Regions from separate parts of the Zea mays genome. Here region 1 is linked to region 2. Evidence: chromatin contacts called from public Hi-C data. All regions are on one chromosome and are shown on one strand. The core of a region is the stretch at or near the end of the contact, and the rest is flanking DNA. Distances in the headings are between cores, read along the strand shown. Region 1 has its middle 39 kb from the start of LOC103629394. Region 2 has its middle 5.0 kb from the start of LOC109940152.

What was found. A called contact is a pair of places that touch in the nucleus more often than the background predicts.
Region 1: a Hi-C map of tassel shows a contact between it and region 2, with 2.3 times the contacts expected there. The contact joins two enhancer-like sites. A contact is called at or near these places in 6 of 25 Hi-C or Micro-C datasets (ear, leaf and tassel).

What each region holds. Positions count from the first base shown.
Region 1 is chr6:70,100,279-70,104,231 of Zm-B73-REFERENCE-NAM-5.0, forward strand. No RefSeq gene overlaps it. Among protein-coding and RNA genes, the nearest start is that of LOC103629394, 39 kb to the right of the region's middle. Within about 2 kb of position 2,378, at least 15 of the 20 cell types and tissues checked have an H3K27ac peak or open chromatin away from gene starts, as enhancers often do. A contact at or near this core is called in ear, leaf and tassel, where this site is marked.
Region 2 is chr6:69,989,733-69,993,883 of Zm-B73-REFERENCE-NAM-5.0, forward strand. No RefSeq gene overlaps it. Among protein-coding and RNA genes, the nearest start is that of LOC109940152, 5.0 kb to the right of the region's middle. Within about 2 kb of position 1,464, at least 19 of the 20 cell types and tissues checked have an H3K27ac peak or open chromatin away from gene starts, as enhancers often do. A contact at or near this core is called in ear, leaf and tassel, where this site is marked.

The sequences.
Region 1 (3,953 bases), core at 1,128-3,627, 110 kb after region 2:
GTGATTATTATAATTCAATGATGGACAATATTGATGAAGTGACCGACAAGAGAGTGACAACTTTAGGAGAAATAGAAAAGGACAAGATCATGGTTGTCAATGCTTACAACAAGAAGGTTAAGGCTAAATCATTCCAAGTAGGGGACTTTGGTATGGAAGACCGTCTTGCCTCTAAGGAGCAAAGATTAGAAGTTTGGTAAGTGGTTGCCAAGCTAGGAAGGCCCTTACAAGGTCATGCAGGTGATACCCGGTAACGTCTACTTGTTGCAAACACTACAAGGCAAAGACTTGCCCAAGGCGTTAAACATGTGTTTCCTTAAGCAGTACCATCCTAGTATGTGGCAAGATGCCTAAGAAAACCGATGTGATCACATCGATTTAGTTTTAGGCGTGTGCTAGTGTTTTTGGTTCGCTCAACTCCGCCAAAAAGCATGGGGGCATTTGTTGAGCACCACTGTTGACCGGGCAGACGGTCCAGCCCTAAGGCTGGACGGTCCGCGGTGGTGGCACGGACGGTCCATGTGCGCGTAGAATCAGCTATGATTCCGAGTTTCTTGCGGGATTTGTTAGCTAAATCTGTGGGATTAACTCGGGAATCAATTTGTAACGGGTCCAGACCTCCCCCTATATATATGAAGGGCTACGGTCGATTGGAACACCAACAATCGATCAATCAATCAATATACATCTAGTTTTTTACCTTTTGCCCTAGGAGTAGACAACAAATTAGATTCTTCTCTCTAAATATTTACCTCTCTCCAGCTCTACGTCGATTAGAGGCATCTTGGGTGGCCTGCCCAAGAAAAAGCCTAGGATCTCTCCTCCCCGACGGGGTCTCTCCTGGGAGCGAGATTAAGGCGCTACCAGCGAACTCCGCCACCTCTGCGCACTGGCTCGTCATGCAGGAACCCGAGCCCCTGCGTCAGGTCGCAGGTCGTTGGGCCCCGGGCCACAGACCGTCCGCTCCTCCGCAGAGAGCACCGCCGCCAGTTCTCATCGTAGTGATTGGCGCCCGGATCGGCGCCAACAAGGGGTTCGTGTTATTTCATAAGATAGGAAAACAATTGTACAAAATGTACGCAAAAGGGGAGAAGACACATAAACCACACACTAATGCCTAATATGCAGGTAACATATCAATATCTAATAAAGAATGACTAATAGTACCTCTGCATGGACAACTTCTGCAGCCTCTTCTTGGACCTCTTCAGCAAACATGTTATAGCATGTGTGAGAACCTCGATTGCTTGGTGGTCGTCCCTGCCATCACCAAAGGATGGCACCAAGGCTTTGGCATGTGCCTTAACACACTCTTCCATTTTCATCCTTGCCTGCTGCAAGTTTGCAGATATCTCTTCGGAAACATCCACCCAGACTGGGGTAGTAGCCCGACTGCCATAGCACCTCTGCTGCAACACAAAAACTAAATAACAGTTCTGCATAATTCATCTTATGACCAATGAGGTATCCAAATAGAAACACGTCAGCCTTCCAACCCACTATTACAGCTTACTGCATAAGGCACTAAACACTGACCAACATGCAATAACAAGTCTTCCGTTCGCTCAGGTCGTTGATCACGCAACCGGACGAACGAGTGGACGACACGGTGGAGAGACAGCAGTTTTGAAATGCTATAGTTTTGAAATACCGTAGTTTATAATTATAAAAGACAAATACTTTAGTATTGCCTTATCATTGCCTAAAACTGAGGTCGTGTTTGGAAGTAAAGTTTATTAAAACCATGATTTCTTATATATGACGGTATTCAAATGTCATAACAACATGTATTTAAATACAATATCTAAAACTACAGTATTTTAGTGTAACTTTGTAAGGAGCTAGTCAAGTGATGAAAGCTTTAGGTTGGAGTGGAGTTTCAAATACTTTAAAAATACCATGATACTCACAGTTCTGCAATTCTACGATTTTGAAAACAAAGTATTTTGTAACACAAACAAACACCTCATTCTATAAAATACTGTGGTATCTTTAAAAATCATGGTATTGTCCAGAAACTTTAAAAATATTACGTTGCCAAATAGGCCCTAAGATGTGTTTGGTTCCATTAAAAACCTATAGTATATGTAGAGAAAAATAGAAGAAAACTGAGGATTTGAGTGAAACTTTTAAGACTTCAAAAATAATACAGTTTTAGATACACTATGATATTTAAAACCGTATTTTACCTGTACCAATTAAACACCTTCTATTTTTTAATACATGGTATCATCGAATACCATAACATTGCCCTCAAAACTGTAAAAATGCAAGCTCTCAAATAGGGCGTGAGGGGGCATTTCTCTCCTTCACCACCAACGAAGAAAGGACGGCACGAAGCGTGCCGAGCCATTGGGCTATGTTGACACTGGACCTGAATAGGCTGTCAAAGTGTAAGCGTGTGAGATGGGCTGGACTAGTTGTCCAGTGGGCTATCAAGGTCCAATGCTTCTTTGTCATTTGTTTTTTGTTTTTCTTCATTTCATTCACGAGGACTGACGACGAATCGTCATACCGTTTCGGTATGGACGGGAAAAGCACTTCTCAATTGCAAATCGTCAATCGAGATGTGCACGGCGCCACGGCCAGAAGAAACCAGAATCTCGGTCCGATTTTCTTTCAAGCTTTGCACCGCAGTCCCTGTAGCACGAAACAATACATTTGGAACAGCACCTGTCACCCCGTCTGACAATAAGGGCATTAGAGCTAATACTTAGCTGTGAAAATTAGCTAAACACCTCTAAATAGTCTAGCTAATAATTCAACTATTATTTACTTTTAGCAAATTAGACTAGTAATTTTCTAGTCAACTATCTATTAGATCTAGTATATTCAATGTTAAGGATTAGGCATTATCAGTTTTAATTTAATCCAAAAAATCAGTATGATGTTGTGACAACATGTATGTGCATGTGTGTATCATTACTCACATAAGCAGTAAATAACAGTAAAACATGCACAAATACGAAAAACATATTGTACCGTGCAAATGTATCGATGCTCAAGGCAGCATTGGCTCCATTCACACCGAGACATCACGTGTGTATGTTCGATGTAGACGCAATCGATACAGACAGATGTACGCAATGCAGTCCCTCAAATGGCGCCGACGATGAAGAATCGAATCAGCGTTGGTCGAGCGGATGGAGCGAGCAGTCGTGAGTATACTCCCTAAAAAACTGATCGCCCGCACACCCGTGAATGTGTAGCTATGTGAACGGCGATTTCGGAGGCCTGCTCTCCCACTCTCTCTCTGCTCGCATAAGGTGGGATGGGAATGGGCTGAGTGCAACGCGTCTGAGAGACTATTCACGTGACTAGAAGAGCGTCCACCTCCTCCGTAGGGAACGGACAATAACGGTCGCCATAAGAGCCAGAAACCAACATCCATTACAGTCTGTCCGTCACTAGCCATAAGACATGAAACAGACAGTAACAGACGATCATCACTTTAGATAAAATGTACAACCGTTAGAAAGAAATATTCAGACCAAGGTCCAATCTACCACAAGCCTCTGCCTCGGTCAGCGGCGCGCGCGCGTGACAGTCCTTCATCCATTTCTCAATAGATGCACCAATGGTCCACCTATGTGTTTGGTTGTAATGATAGAGCGGAATGTGATAGAGCGATCCCTTAAATAAGGTTATTTGGTTTAGGATCAGGGGTTGAGACATGACTATCTTAATTGTTCATCAAAATTTGAGGGACGAGAGAAGACGTCTAGGGACGTCCCTGTCCTTTCTATCCCGCAACCAAACACATCTTAAGTTGATTGATTTGTCCCTTGAACTTCTAGTATGGTACTAAATTATTAGTACACCGTAGCATTAAAGTGGGCCTTTAGCATTAACTATTATTGAATATTAATTTGGACCAAACACACATTAATCCAACATTCAAACGCCACACTAAAATTAACTTTTAGTGGCCCTTATTGCCATCGAAAATTAAC
Region 2 (4,151 bases), core at 214-2,713:
AAACAGATTAAGCCCTGCTAAAGAATCTTCAGTCATAAATAGCTACTAACCTATTCATTTTGCTTACCAAATACTTTCCATTGCAAAACTATCCTACCATATGCTTCTAACTCTTATGGTCAATACCAGGAAGGGAAGATTATCAAGCAACATCAAACAGAAATGAATCCTTTAGATCCTCCACCGGTTGGAATCGATCAAGTGGTTGCTGCCCAAATGATGGTAACACAACAAATGGCAAACATGGTTACCGAAATGCAAAATCAGATAAGGCAAGAACGCCAAGAAATACGTCAGGACCGGCTGGAGATACGTCAAGAAATGAGGCAAGCATGGTTGGAAAGACAACAACAAGAACAACGCCCACTACCTCCACCACCACCACCAGCTCCACCAAGCTACATAAACACACACACATATATATACTACTATTTGTAAGATCCAAGTGTTATTTTAGTTAGTAGTTGGTACGATACTATGTTAGGAGGAATAATAAGGTCTAATTGACCCCATGTGTTGCTAATAAATTATGCATCATGCTGAGATTTTGTTTGTGCATATGTTTTGAGATAACATAGTTATACACCCATTTCTTACAAACCTCGAGGACGAGATTTCTGTTAATGGGCTAGGATTTGTAAGGCCAAAATTTGTATAAGAAAAAAAGAATAATAATAAAATAAATATATGAAGGAATAAAATAGAAAATTCAGTGATCTCAAATTATACTTGAGCGTTGAAAATTGAGAACTGAATTTTGGAAACCAAGAATTATTTTAGAAAAGTAATAGAAAAACTTTCTATTCAACTAAATGATTATGCATTTCATTAAATGATGCACCATAAGCATTTAGTTACATGAATATTTAATTTTAAAGTAACTTTAAACTCATATCCCGTAATCAAAATACCATTTTCCCAAGAAGAAAGGAACTATATGAGTGTGTCTCATATTTCAAACATTTATGAAACAAATGAATTAATTAGAATAAATAGAGGTCTAATACACCATGATTGATTTTAAGTGGGTATTAAAGTTGAGTTCTTAAACTTTATCTCATATTGGAATTTGAATTATGTAAATTAAAAAAATAATATGAGAATAAAATAATGAGATGAGAATTGGGATTTAACCCAAAGGTACAATTTTGGAATAAAAAAAGAGAAAGAAAATATTGTATAAAATAGAGAAAATAAATATATAAATAAAATATTTTATTCCTACTGATATTTGAATGTGAGCGGTTAACTCAAGTATGAATCTCACACCTAAAGTTGAATTAAAATTGGAAATCAAAAAATGGAAAAGAAAAGAAGGAATACAAAAGAAAAAGGGAAAAGAAACCTAACTGGGCCGCCACCCGCGTTTTGGCCCACTTGGCCTTTCCTTTTTCCCCTGCGCACGGCCCAACTCCCGCTCTCTACGTACCGGCGCCGACAAGGGTGGCCCACCTACCAGCCACCACACGACTGCTTGCGGCACGGTTGCTGCAACACACTGGCGCGTGGGCCCGGTACCACTGTAGCTCTTCCTTCCCACTCCCCGCGTATGGCGCTGGCGGCGCACCTGCTCGCGCGAGATCCTCGGATCAGCTGACCACGAGTCTCGTGGAATCGACCTACCGAACGTCGTGGGGAGATAAAGGACACCGTACCCTCACTTTCCCTCTCTACCCACCCAGACGCCTCGCGACCAGAGAAGGGCGGAGAAGGAGAGTGGAGCCACCGCGAGGAAACTCCGAAGTCGACGGCACCCAAGCCTTTGGTATTGCGCCCAACGTCCTCTGCAAGACCGAAGAAGGGAGGTGGTGGCCGTGCCACTTGGAATTCGTCACCAGCGCCGCTCTAATTACTCGTCGGAGTCACGCCCTCGCCGCCAACTCAATCCGCGCCGTGTCCAGACCTCCCACAGCGTGAGCACCGGTATGTGATAGTTTTTTTTGGTTCATCGCGTAGTCAGAATGGTAGATCACCTTATAATTGGAGTCGTGCCGCTGTAGTTTGGGCGGAATGCCTCGCCGGCCTTCGCAGATCCACCGTGGGTCACTAGATACCATGGGTAGATTCCTTACCGCGACGATTTGGCGTCGGAACGACCTAATTACGGTCGCTACCTCACGTGGTGCGAGTAGGAGTAGTTCATTTCGGAGTTCGGGCGCCGTGGCGGAGCGTGGCCGCCGCTCCGGCGAGCCTCCGTCGTGTGGGGCGGTTTGGTGCGACTGCTGTGCGGGGCGACGGGGGGAAGAAGTTGTGGTGGCTGTCGATCCGTAGATAGACGAATGAGATTAGAAGGGAGATGTACCGGTTCGACTCATTAAAATGGGACCACCAGATTGGAATCCACAGGCATAGGATTGATCACAGTCACACTAAATTCAGGACATAGATCTTGGAGCCTGGGCTCGGGTTGCGTACCGATTCGAACGCGGCCAGATTTAATCGTGGCCCTCAGTTTCAATCAAACGGCCAAGATCGCGCAATACCCCTTCGTCCGTTCATTTTGCGAATAAGACCCTAGTTTTTTACTAAATAAACCCACGTCCACTGCGTGGGTAAACTGAGTCTTAGGAAAACATACATCGGGACCCCTGAACTTCTCTGTATTAGTGCGCCTAGTCCAGGAAGTTAGGAAATCAGATAAATGGAATTAGAAAATGATTTTTAATGCAAAAATAAATGCTAGAATTTGTTTCATTCATAGAAAATTCATATGAAGTCCAAATTAATCCATTCCAATTCCTATAATTTTGTAATATTATTGTTTATCAGTTAGTACCACTATTTTGACATGAAAGTCAAATTAAAATTTATATCCTATTTAATCTTGTACAAAACACATAGAATCTTTGGAAATTCATAACTTAAAATCTATAACTCCAAAATTAATGATTCCTATTCCTATGATATTATTTTAATGTGTAGATTATAATTATGTATTTTTTTACATGTTTGGTGTGATGTTACTTTCCTCTTTATATTATGCATGTTTGTATTGTGGCGAGTAGAAGAGCTAGTGGCTGAGGATTCTGGTGTTCAGTATATAGAAGTTGCTGAGCAGGAGCTCATTGAAGGCAAGTTGTGCCCTTGACCACATTTATTACCCAATAATGTTCTTTATTATCACTATTCAATACATAGGTTTAATTTTGATGGGACCCAATAGGTCACCCTAGTCTGTTTATCCTTTTTACCTTGTTTACCTCTGAATCATTTGGTCATGTCAAGATTATTACATTATTTTAATTGGAACATGGATCTTAACTTGAGAAACACGTGCCCCCACAAGGGTGGAATAGGACGCCCTTGGCTGACTAATTAGGAAAGCTAGTGGAAGACTACCTTATCCGAAAGGGGCAAGGCCAGTAGGGGAGTTGCATGTAGGGAGGTTCTCGGGTTGATTTAGCTGCGATGGCGGTCAGACGAGGGATTCTTGCAAGTGCTCTTCCCATAAACTGTAGCGGGTTTTCGAAAGCTAGTGGAACTTTGTAAAGGCCTTGTAGTGGATCCCTAGCCATTCACCTCGGTAGTGTCTAAGGGTCTAGCTAACCCTTGCGACATGGGATACACGACTTGTGGGTACAGGGTAAAACTGGTATACTAGTCGAGCTCACGGTCAAGAGCAGCTCAGGACTCTCACATGATTAAACTATGGAACTAAATTCAATTTGTCATTTGCATTGCATGGGATTATTTATTAATTTTGTTCTATTATTCTTATTATGGTTTGATATTTACTTACATCTAGAAACTGCTAATAAAATTTGACCAACTTATTAAAAGCAATGCTCAACTTTAACCCCTATTGTTGATCAGCCTTACACTTCACATGAACTCCCACCTTTGGTGAGTTCATGCACATTATTCCCCACAACTTGTTGAGCGATGAACATGTGTGAGCGCACCCTTGTTGTCTCACACCCACACAGGAGAAGAACAGGTGGTTCAAGAGGAGCCACACAACGAGGAGTTTGATCTGATCTAGGTGGCGTCTCCCAGTTGACTTATTGGCGTCAAGGAGGGACTTTAGTTCGTTTTATATTTATCTTTTATTTTGTAAGACTTCCGCAATGTAATAAGTACTCTGATGTTATTGTGAGATTTATCTCTATACACTCTGTTATTATATGTGTTATCTTCTTTGGCGCATATAT